Linked DNA regions of Mus musculus: regions 1 and 2 are each linked to region 3. Evidence: chromatin contacts called from public Hi-C and HiChIP or PLAC-seq data. All regions are on one chromosome and are shown on one strand. Each heading gives the region's core, a stretch centred on a gene start, on an enhancer-like site or on the middle of the called end of the contact. The rest is flanking DNA. Distances are from core to core; before and after follow the strand shown. Region 1 has its middle 150 kb from the start of Gm36769. Region 2 has its middle 120 kb from the start of Gm36769. Region 3 has its middle 20 kb from the start of Gm36827.

Region 1 (3,881 bases), core at 300-2,799, 220 kb after region 3:
CTCACAACCATATTTCAGAGGGAAACCTGATACCTTCTTCTAAATCAGTTTGAAATACCAAATTGAATGTGTCATGAAAAACAGATACACATACTGTTAAGCATAAACGAAATGCAATTCTGTATCAAGTTTCCATTTGAAGTTCCCTGTGATTTTTATATTGGACTTCAAGTTGCCTATATGTGGTCATGCCTCACCTAGATTCTGCATGTCTACAAGGAGGATTGAGAATACACTCCAGTCAGCAAGGCATGCGATTGCAAACCTACAATTCTAGCACTTGAGAGGTGGAGGTTAAGAGTCATCACAAGTTCAAGGCTAACCTGGACTACCTCATCTCAAAATATGTACATACATACATATAACATACATAAAAAACACACTTATATTTAACTTATACTGGGGCATTCTGAGTATGACCAATCACAATTTTCAGCTCAGTTTAGTTCTACTATGGCTAGCCAAAGAGTCTGACTCTCAAAGGCATGTACATTTCCGCATCTTTATGAGCATGACACTCTGACCAGTAACAAGCCACGAATTTTAGTACCTATAACAACAGCTCACTTTCGATGTGTATTCTCAACAATTTATCTGTCTTCAAAATGAGGTTTCTTCTTTCATGCTTATCTCCTGGACAAGGGTGGTTTAATCTACTCAGGGGCCCAGGAAATGAGGAATGAGAATGCTGGTAGATTATGGGACCACTTTGAATGGTGCTTGACACACTCACTACTTATGTATTTAAACAGCTAACCAGTCAAGCGAGTGACCTTGCCCTTGGTATAATGAGGTGATTTGAATGAGAAATGGCCCCATAAGCTCCAGTATTTGGTGCACAGTAAGTGGCTCTGTTTGGAGAGGTGATGCAAGCCTTTCAGGACAAGGTAAGTCGCTAAAGACACACTTTGAGAGTTCAAAGCCTCACCCCCTCTTCAGATTCACTCTCTCTGCTTGGTGCTTGCAGGTAAAGGTATGATCTCTCAGCTTCCTGCTCCAGCCACTCTCTGCCAAGCCACTCTTGCTACTAAGGATGCTTCAGCTGAATCAGCCCAAATGTACCCTTCTTTGTTTGCCTTTCACCATGGTATTTAACCATAGCAATAGAAAAGCAACTCCTACAAACGGGGGGGGGGGGGGGGGGAGGGGAGGGCGAAGCAGGCAGAAGCCAACCACTTCAGCACTTGAGCGTCTTTTCTCACAATTGAAGAGTCAGAGCATTTACTGCAGAATAGGAAGATAGAGAGGGTCTTAGGGTTGTTAGTGGTCAGAATAGATGATGTATATGGTATTTTAGAGGGCTGCTGGCTTTTAATACAGTCTAAGCAATGTAAATGAAGATGTTAAAAAACCCTCCCTTCCATTTCAGCATTCTTTGATCATTTGCTTACAGTCCCCCTTTAAGGAGGGCAAATGTCAATCTCCATAACATTCTGTCTGCTGCAATTGAAGACAGTTATGATTTGTGTAAATGAGCCTCTGACCTCATGCTGACAGGGCATGCCTGTTGCGGGCTGCGGCCTGAGCTCACCACCTAGAATGAAGTGACTCACCACCCTGGGTTTTCATTCCCAGCAAAGGAGTTGATTCACAGAGTGACCTTAAACAGTACTCTCCTGAGTAGGACTCCATTGTGTAATGTACCACCTTTTCTGTATCCATTCCTCTGGTGAGGGGCATCTGGGTTGTTTCCAGCTTCTGGCTATTATAAATAAGGCTGCTATGAACATAGTGGAGCATGTGTCCTTCTTACCGGTTGGGACATCTTCTGGATATATGCCCAGGAGAGGTATTGCGGGATCCTCCGGTAGTACTATGTCCAATTTTCTGAAGAACCGCCAGACTGATTTCCAGAGTGGTTGTACCAGTTTGCAATTCCACCAGCAATGGAGGAGTGTTCCTCTTTCTCCACATCCTCACCAGCATATGCTTTCACCTGAATTTTTGATCTTAGCCATTCTGACTAGTGTAAGATGGAATCTCAAGGTTGTTTTGATTTGCATTTCCCGTATGATTAAGGATGTTGAACATTTTTTCAGGTGCTTCTCAGCCATTCGGTATTCCTCAGGTGAGAATTCTTTGTTTAGCTCTGTACCCCACTTTCTTTTTTTTCTTTTCTTTTTTTTAATGGTTTATTCAACCAGTGTTAAACCAGTTGAAATTGTTTTATTTTTTTATTTTTTTTCCATTTTTTATTAGGTATTTAGCTCATTTACATTTCCAATGCTATACCAAAAGTCCCCCATATCCACCCACCCCCACTCCCCTGCCCACCCACTCCCCCTTTTTGGCCCTGGTGTTCCCCTGTACTGGGGCATATAAAGTTTGCAAGTCCAATGGGCCTCTCTTTCCAGTGATGGCCGACTAGGCCATCTTTTGATATATATGCAGCTAGAGTCAAGAGCTCCGGGGTACTGGTTAGTTCATAATGTTGTTCCACCTATAGGGTTGCAGATCCCTTTAGCTCCTTGGCTACTTTCTCTAGCTCCTCCATTGGGAGCCCTATGATCCATCCATTAGCTGACTGTGAGCCCCACTTTCTAATGGAGTTATTTGGTTTTCTGGAGTCCAACTTCTTGAGTTCTTTGTATAAATTGGAAATTAGTCCCCTATCATATTTAAGATTGGTAAAGATCTTTTCCCAATCTGTTGGTGGCCTTTTCATCTTATTGACAGTGTCTTTTGCCTTACAGAAGCTTTGCAATTTTATTTGTTGATTCTCAATCCTACAGCACAAGCCATTGCTGTTCTGTTCAGGAATTTTTCCCCTGTGCCCATATCTTCGAGGCTTTTCCCCACTTTCTCCTCTATAAGTTTCAGTGTTTCTGGTTTTATGTGGAGTTCGTTTATCCATTTAGACTTGAGCTTTGTACAAGGAGATGAGAATGGATCAATTTGTATTCTTCTACATGATAACGGCCAGTTGTGCCAGCACCATTTGTTGAAAAATGCTGTCTTTTTCCCACTGGATGGTTTTAGCTCCCTTGTCAAAGATCAAGTGAACATAGGTGTGTGGGTTCATTTCTGGGTCTTCAATTATATTCCATTGGTCTACCTGTCTGTCCTGTACCAGTACCATGCAGTTTTGGGGTTTTTGTTTGTTTGGTCGGTTGTTTGGTTGTTTGGTTGGTTGGTTTTTTTTAAATCACAATTGCTCTGTAGTATAGCTTAATGTCAGGCATGGTGATTACACCAGAGGTTCTTTTATCATTGAGAATAATTTTTGCTATCCTAGGTTTTTTTGTTATTCCAGATGAATTTGCAAATTACCCTTTCTAGCTCTGTGAAGAATTGAGTTGGAATTTTGATGGGGATTGCACTGAATCTGTAGATTGCTTTCTGCAAGATAGCCATTTTTACTCTATTGATCCTGCCAATCTATGAGCATGGGACATCTTTACACAATGGAGTACTACTCAGTAATTAAAAACAATGAATTTATGATATTCGTAGGCAAATGGATTGATCTGAAGGATATCATCCTGAGTGAGGTAACCCAATCACAAAAGAACACACATGACATGCTCTCACTGGTAAGTGGATATTAGCCCAGAAACTTAGAACATCCAAGATACAATTTGCAAAACACATGAAACTCTAGAAGAAGGAAGACCAAAGTGTGAATACTTCACTCCTTCTTAGAATGGGGAACAAAATACCCATGGAAGGAGTTACAGAGACAAAGTTCAAAGCTCAAAATTCAAAGGAATGACCATCCAGAGACTGCCCCACCTGGGGATCCATCCCATATACAACCACCAAACCCAGACACTATTGCATATGCCAGAAAGATTTTGATGACAGGACTCTGATATAACTGTCTCTTGTGAGGATATGCCAGTGCCTGGCAAACACAGAGGTGGATGCTCACAGTCATCTAT
Region 2 (3,974 bases), core at 1,422-3,921, 190 kb after region 3:
GGTGTGTGGGTTCATTTCTGGGTCTTCAATTCTATTCCATTGGTCTACTTGTCTGTCTCTATACCAGTACCATGCAGTTTTTATCACAATTGCTCTGTAGTAAAGCTTTAGGTCAGGCATGGTGATTCCACCAGAGGTTCTTTTATCCTTGAGAAGAGTTTTTGCTATCCTAGGTTTTTTGTTATTCCAGATGAATTTGCAAATTGCTCCTTCTAATTCGTTGAAGAATTGAGTTGGAATTTTGATAGGGATTGCATTGAATCTGTAGATTGCTTTTGGCAAGATAGCCATTTTTACAATGTTGATCCTGCCAATCCATGAGCATGGGAGATCCTTCCATCTTCTGAGATCTTCTTTGATTTCTTTCTTCAGAGACTTGAAGTTTTTATCATACAGATCTTTCACTTAAACATCTGCTCGAACATGAGTTTCACAAAAACCCTTCTGTGTCCATAATCTCTACAAGCTTGGAGTTGTGGTTCCCATTGCCGCTGACCACATCATTCCAGAACAAGTGCCACTCACCATGATCTCCTTTGTTTGTCTCTTAGGTACACAGATGAAAATAGAATCATCCTAATTCCTCTCTTTCCCCTGAAGAGTTGTAGAATCAGAGGACATGCGTGTATGCTGCTAATTTAAATAGGTGTAGAATCATGCATGTCTAGACAGATCAGTTCCCTGTCTCTTCTTCTTACTACATACATAATGGATACCTGCTTTAGGATTCTACCAGCAAGAAGACCATTACTAGATATAGCTCTTATGAACCATAACAAAATTAAAGTTACGCTTTGTTATTACATTACTAGTAACCCAACAACAACTGATTCATCACATATTCATTTTTCTTTTCATGAAAGCCTTAGTAATTGTTCTTAAAGATTTAATATATACCTACTCAAAATCTTCTTGTGGCTTCCCAACACTTGGAAGAGTCAACCTTTTATAGTTGTTTGCAAGGGCATCCCATTAATGGAACATCAGTTTCTCTCCTCAGCCTGTCCATCTTCCCATCCATAGGTCTCCTCTTTCCCAGGAGAGCCCAGTGGTTGTATTAACTTGACCATATCTCACTCGCTTTCCATGACTACTTCTTTCTCATTATGAAAGTCTAATCTCAAATGCCACCTAGTTATCCCTTCACTTTCAGAGAAGTCTTTCCCCATCACAGTTAGGTCCCATTACCTTTTGGTATTTTGTTTCACTTACTTATCAATATTTGAAATTATCTTTTTCTTTTACTTGCTTATATGTCCTGTTTCTTCTGTTAATAAGAGTGGACACATTCTTTATGCAATTCCTTTTGTCTTATGGAGTATATAGGGAAGAGTCTATCAAAACACTAAGTGATCAATACAAATATTACCACTGCCCATCTTCCTCATAAAAACATATCTTCCATGAAGAATAGATCTTGCCTTAACTTGGTGCTTTGGTACCACATACACACTATATCTGAATCCCTTATCTATATTTGAGATTATTATCTACTGGTGTTTTTTTTCCAGCTGATTTCTTCCACCAAGACTTCAAGAATTACCCTTGCTGCTTAAGGGAACTGCTTCTCCCAAAGAAATGGTGCTTACATACGGTGACAGTTAGACACTGAATAGCAATCAGAAATGCCCACTCAGTCCAATGCTTAATGGGTACTCATTAATGATTGTTGAGATATATACTTAGTTCAAGATAAGTAAATGACATGAGTTTAAAGAAGAAAATAAATGTGCTTCTGTGCCATAATCAATAATTTTTATAATTAATATTGTGAGAAAAATAGTGAGAAACTCTGTAATTTTGTAGTCTTTTGAAGGGAAGGTAATGCAGAATTTTCTTCAAAATATGTAATTGAGGAAAGAATTTAGGACTCTCATTTTAGACCAAAATATTTAATCCCTTATCTATATTTGAGATTATTATCTACTGGTGTTTTTTTCTAGCTGATTTCTTCCACCAAGACTTTAAGAATCAACCTTGCTGCTTAAGTGAACTGCTTCTCCCAAAGAAATGGTGCTTACATACGGTGACAGTTAGACACTGAAGAGCAATCAGAAATGCCCTGCTGCAGTGTGGCATTGTCTGAATACTGCCTCACACGCAGACATCTTTCTACAGATGTTCTTGCCCTTAAGTATCTATAAAAGCCTATTTCTTGGAAGTTATCTAAGAGAGTAAGGTCTCAGAATCAGTTGTGAAAAGTGAAATGTTGTTTGAATTTACTCTTGGCCATTAGGTAACATTTAGAGAGTTTCTAACAGGAAATCTCAGTGTGCAATAGTTAAAACATTCACCAGTGACAACCTGGATGGGGCACAACTGGACGAGAATATGCTAATAATGGAAATGTCCTTTGTGCCTTAGAGATTTAGAAAAAAGCTGTAATCATAAAGATCATGTGATTGTGTGGGTGTTGCCAGAAGCTACTCTGAAGTTTGGGAAAGTCATTAAGTATAGGTGGTGATTAATTGCTAATTCAAGTGAAGTCTTAAGCCATTGGCTACAGATGAAAAGACTCATTCCTGTCTTCAGAGGATCAAAGACTGGAGATCAGGTGCAAGCTTTCCACAAGGATTTTTTTTAAATGGTTGTGTTCTCTACCTTGTCTTATAAATAACGTGGGAGTAGGACATTGAAGCTGATATGAGGAAATGTGGGTCAGTGTACTTGAACATTTTCTATTTCCAGATTCTCTTAAGCCCTGGGCAACTGCAGAAGAAAACTGTCACTTGTTGGGGATGAGTGCTTAAAAACAGAAAGTCTCTGCCTCATAGAATAGAAAAATTCACTTTCTTGAACTTTCTTCCCATTTCTCTTATATCTTAAGTTCAGGAACAGAAGTGAAGTCACACCTCAAACACCTGTAAGCAAATTTTCATCTCAGAACTTGTTTCCAAACTATATTAGTCACTCTTCTTGTTTCTGTGACAAAATATTTGGTGGCAGCAATTTATGGGATGAAAGGCTTATCAGTTCAGAGGGAACATGGCAGCATAGGGAAGAACGCATCAGTACCTGGCAGTAGTAGAAGCTCATAGCAGGGTCTTATCCCATGGCAACAATCAGAAAATAGAAACAGGATTAGAAATGGGACTGAGCTGTAAACTTCATGCTGTGCCTCACACCTCAAAGGACCCACAACTTTCCAAAATAGAGTCACACTGACTGGGGACCAAGAGTCAAGTCACATGGGCCTGTAGAGAACATTGTCTGCTCCTACCATCACACAAATAAACTTGGCCTATGACCCTTATTAAATTAAGGATGATTGATTTTAATTATCATTATTGTCATTAATTTTGTCTAAGAATACCCTAAGTATGGATGTTGGGAGGAATAGATTAAACACGGTGTGTGATTATGCTAAACAATTGAGTCTTATGTTATAGATGAAATAATACAGTGCTATGAAATTGTATAATACAGATAGGTGAGTAAAAGGTATACAAAAATCAGACAATAAAGTAGATAAATAAATTAATACCATGTGAAATACTGTGTCATTTAACACTTTCATTACAAAAGTGTTGTTAAAGGGATGAGACACTAAATCTAGTTCTCTAAGAGGACGTGGGAAATGTGAAAGCAAGATCTCAAATACTATATGAAAAATGATTTCTCCCAACTCAAAGCTTTTCCCCTTTAACATGCTTAGACAAACTCCTTGGTTGTATGGTTGAAGGCCAGCAATGTATTAGAAGCTATAAATTAGCTAGGTATAGACAGAGCACTCTGAAAATAATTTGACAAATGAGACAATGGGAATTTCAAAGGGAGGAGAGAACCAAAGAAACTGAGAGCAGCAGATCAGCAGTCCCATGGAGTCTGACACAGCAAGTCTGAGTTCAGGACTGGCTCCTCGCCCTCACTACTTATGCAAATTATTCCAAGAAGTCTTCTTACTTTCTTAAACAAAGAAAATTATGGTAGGCAGAATAACTAGTGTCAAAGATGTCTATTTCTTATCATGGCTA
Region 3 (4,138 bases), core at 1,247-3,746:
TCAGCTCCTACAGTGTTTTCTCTAACTTCCCCTTGGGGTCCCTGCACTCAGTCCAATGTTTGGCTGTGTACATCTTTATCTTTATTGGTGTGACTTGATTTCTATTCTTACAAGTAGCCTATAGTAAAAGTTTTGGTGCAGAGCTTTGATATCATTCATGCAATAGAGAGAAAGAAAGCAGAAAGAGGGGGAAACATGTTCATACTGTATTATCTCTGGATTCTTTTGTCATTTTCAAATGAGCCTAATCTTAATGACTGTAAGACTTCTGACAATGTTCTTTAAAACAACATAAGCCGACCATGGTGGCACACACCTTTAATCCCAGCACTCGGGAGGCAGAGGCAGGTAGATTTCTGAGTTCGAGGCCAGCCTGGTCTACAAAGTGAGTTCCAGGACAGCCAGGGCTATACAGAGAAACCCTGTCTCGAAAAACCAAAAAATAAAAAAATAAAAAATAACAACAACAACAAAAATCCACAACATAAAACAAAACAAAACACCTGTAATAGCATGGATTCCAAATTGAGCACAAAAATCCATTCTGAGCTTGGAAAACGAATTAGAATCATGATTCCAATTCTTCTTCTGATCAAATGTTAAAATGAGAAGAGATCACCAAATAAGAGAGTAGGCAGATGCTGAGTCTGAATTATTTTGAAATCCTAAACAAACCCCACTACAGAGGCCCAGAGCCAGGTTCCATGTGCTATTCCACATGCTCTGTGGGTCTGTGACTTGCTCCAGCAGCTGTTGTCAGCATTTCTCAGGTCTGTCCTGAGCTATCACCAAGAGGCATCTCTGTGAAGACTTGCCTTCTGCCTCCACCATATGTCCTTGTCTAATCCCAGAGTAAGTTTCAGTGTTACTAACAACCCTCAGGACAGTGTCCTGTGAAGAAAGCGCACCCCTCCAGTGCTTGCGTTGCTATGGTCATTGACATCATTAGTTCTGTAGATTCCTGGCTCTTTGGAAGCCTTTGGTTTGAGAAATGGAAGGAGGTGGTTGTATGCAGACTGAGATCGTGTGCATTTGAATGGTCGCATTGCTGTCAAACTTGCCTTCTGTGCTGCTGTTTTCTTCTTCTCCTCCTTTTCCTTCTTCTCCTCCTCCTCCTCTTTCTCCCCCTCCTCTTCTTCCTCCCCCCTCCTCCCTTTTCCTCCTCCTCCTTCTTTTTCTTCTTCTTCTCCTTCTTTTTCTTCTGTGTTTCAAAGATTGGTAATATTGTACATCTTGAGTATTATTCTCAGAAACCCTCCCGAATATGATTCATCTGGCTGATAGATTACTTTCATTTCCTAATTTGATATATATTATATAATTTGAGAATGTGCCTCATACAGTTTCAAGAGCTTCAATGCAACAACGGAAACAAACATCTGGACCCATTTTATCAACTTGCTCATTCCTATCTTAAATGAGAAAATAGTATATTTTTAATTGAAAATATATTTTTTCATAAAATATATTCTATTATAGTTCCTCCTCTCTCAGCTCCTCCCAGATCCTCCCTATCTCCCTATACACAAAATCAACATCCTTTCTTGCTCTCTCTCTCTCTCTCTCTCTCTCTCTCTCTCTCTCTCTCTCTCTTAAAGGAGAAGGTAGCATATTCTTTTACAAATATTCCATCCCACAGATATTGGTTACATCCATTTATAGAATCAGAAGCTTATAGGAAAACAGCATGAATGCCACAACCATGGAACTGTTCAGTGTAATATCTGCATGCAGCCTATAACAACAATAACAGTAACAACACTCTCCTGATTTGGGTGCAAATAGAAACCAAATGGGGCTTAATTCTCATTAATCAAAGTATAGGGAGATTTTCACTGCATTATCCATCCTTACTTCAGCCTAACTCTCATAAATTTGTAAGTGACTGATTATTGACACCATACAACTTGCAACACAATAGATGGAATTATTGATAATGCCTATGTAGGAACACATGGGACTGACCTAAATATTTCCAAGCTTTATAGTATTAAAGGGGGAGAAATAAAATAGCCTTGGCTCATTTTCCTTTCATTCTCCGACTTGACAGTCCACGTGAGCATTTTCCTTCTCCCCAGACTGTCCGTCATTGGGCAGTGTGCTTTGCTCTACGGACCTCACACCTTTTCATCCCTCATCCCCATCTAGCTTTTACTCCGAGGCTCTAGAACTCTGAAGACTTGTTTACACTTCTAAAGTGTGACATTTCCTTCCATTCAGGGGAATTCAGTTCAAAGTGGTACTCTCTACAAAAAACCACAGAGTCGAAATTACGATCAAATGATCCGTTTTCTTGGACCTCAATCTCTTCTTGTACTAAAAAGAAAAAAAAAAAGTCTTGACAATCAAAACAGACGGCACCTGTCCTGCTTGTAGCTTCGAATAAGCACGTGTAAAATGTGACTTCCGTAGACTGTGACAAATGGCCTATCACAGATCAAATTACTGTCCTAGAATATTTACCGCTTCAGTAGCATGAGTTGGTCAGTAGATGGCACTGTTTGTTACATTAAAAAAGAATCGCTGCCGCCTGAGACATCACCTGATCAGGATAAGGAAGGGTAGGAGGGGAGGCGACCCTGCTCTCACAACAGAAACTGCGTTGATTTCTTAGAGGTTAAAGTGACCTTGAAAAGGATCCCAGCACATCTCTCTGGTTTTTCAAAAGGAAAGTTCTATTTTGGATATTCTCAGAGGGGTGGATATTTTTAACGCACTTCATTTACCCCTTTCAAACGGGAGCTACTCAAAAAATTCTGTATCCGAATCACATCTTTTTTCAGTGTTCTTGTCTTCAGTCCTGAGGTGAATATAGAACACTTCTTTACGGTTTCTTCCTGAAAACTCTGCCGAGGTCTTGAGGGAGGTTCACTAGTATCCGACATAAGCCTTTTGTGCTTCCTTGGTCCCTCTAGTCTGTTTCTCAGACTGTACATCAAATCTGCTCCCTCTTGAATTCTAATATGCCATTCAGTCAGGCCCACTATACAGCATAGTATCTGGATGTATACCTTATTATTAGATAATAAAGATATGTGAATGTTGACAGGACACAGAAGATATTCAGGGTATTTTTATTGGCCCCAAAGATTTCCAATCTTTAGAGAAATTGATCTATCAAAATGAACGGAAATAACGTAACTACAGAGTACAAAATATTGACTTCAACCATTTTAAACCAACTGTCTCTTTTCATCTGATTCTTATTTTTCTATGTTTTCTTTTTCTTTTAATATTTTTATTAGGTATTTTCCTCATTTACATTTCCAATGCTATCCCAAAAGCCCCCCCCCACTCCCCTACCCACCCACTCCCCCTTTTTGGCCCTGGCGTTCCCCTGTACTGGGGCATATAAAGTTTGCATGTCCAATGGGCCTCTCTTTCCAGTGATGGCCGACTAGGCCATCTTTTGATACATATGCAGCTAGAGTCAAGAGCTCCAGGATACTGGTTAGTTCATATTGTTGTTCCACGTATAGGGTTGCAGATCCCTTTAGCTCCTTGGGTACTTTCTCTAGCTCCTCCATTGGGGGCCCTGTGATCCATCCAATAGCTGACTGTGAGCATCCACTTCTGTGTTTTCTATGTTTTCAATGTAAGAATTTAAAGTATTTTCAAGTAAACATTCAAACTAATTTGATATATATATATATATATATATATATATATGTAAATATATATACTGGATCATAAGATATCATCCATTTTTTTAAGCGCTGGTGTTTTCTCTGCTACATTTTAAATCTCACAGAAGCATGTAACTTTTTATATGGCATCGACCACAAGAGTTTCACAGTACATACTTGATAATGCTATACAATGGATGCTTACTAAGCATTAGTTGAATGATTTAACAAATTGTTCCATTTAAGCTAACTATCATCCAGAGCATTGCCAGCTACTTTCAAGATATAGTTTTATTAACTGTCACATCACCATTAAGTTCCTGTATTAAGTCTTTACTACACTGTGCCAAGTCTATAATTTTCCTTTGACAAAGTAAAAACAAGCCTTGAAAAATTAATTCTTCAAATTATGAGTGTATATAGTGCAGCAAATTATTCTGTATAATTTTTCTGAGCAAAATATTGTTATAAACATTTCCATTGTATTTTCTTACAATTAAACTTTAGTTATT

What was found. A called contact is a pair of places that touch in the nucleus more often than the background predicts. HiChIP or PLAC-seq counts read pairs in DNA pulled down with a chosen protein or histone mark.
Region 1: a Hi-C map of tail fibroblasts shows a contact between it and region 3, with 5 times the contacts expected there. The contact joins two enhancer-like sites. A contact is called at or near these places in 8 of 484 Hi-C or Micro-C datasets (the C2C12 cell line, adipose-derived mesenchymal stem cells, bone marrow-derived macrophages and 3 more).
Region 2: an H3K27ac HiChIP or PLAC-seq map of heart atrium shows a contact between it and region 3, with 6 read pairs. The contact joins two enhancer-like sites. A contact is called at or near these places in 3 of 484 Hi-C or Micro-C datasets (the C2C12 cell line and uterus) and 1 of 115 datasets of contacts at active chromatin or transcription factors (heart atrium).

What each region holds. Positions count from the first base shown.
Region 1 is chr10:56,780,084-56,783,964 of GRCm38.p6, reverse strand. No RefSeq gene overlaps it. Among named protein-coding and RNA genes, the nearest start is that of Gm36769, 150 kb to the left of the region's middle. Within about 2 kb of position 1,549, at least 38 of the 459 cell types and tissues checked have an H3K27ac peak or open chromatin away from gene starts, as enhancers often do. A contact at or near this core is called in tail fibroblasts, where this site is marked.
Region 2 is chr10:56,812,933-56,816,906 of GRCm38.p6, reverse strand. No RefSeq gene overlaps it. Among named protein-coding and RNA genes, the nearest start is that of Gm36769, 120 kb to the left of the region's middle. Within about 2 kb of position 2,671, at least 3 of the 459 cell types and tissues checked have an H3K27ac peak or open chromatin away from gene starts, as enhancers often do. A contact at or near this core is called in heart atrium, where this site is marked.
Region 3 is chr10:56,999,884-57,004,021 of GRCm38.p6, reverse strand. No RefSeq gene overlaps it. Among named protein-coding and RNA genes, the nearest start is that of Gm36827, 20 kb to the right of the region's middle. Within about 2 kb of position 2,496, at least 29 of the 459 cell types and tissues checked have an H3K27ac peak or open chromatin away from gene starts, as enhancers often do. A contact at or near this core is called in heart atrium and tail fibroblasts, where this site is marked.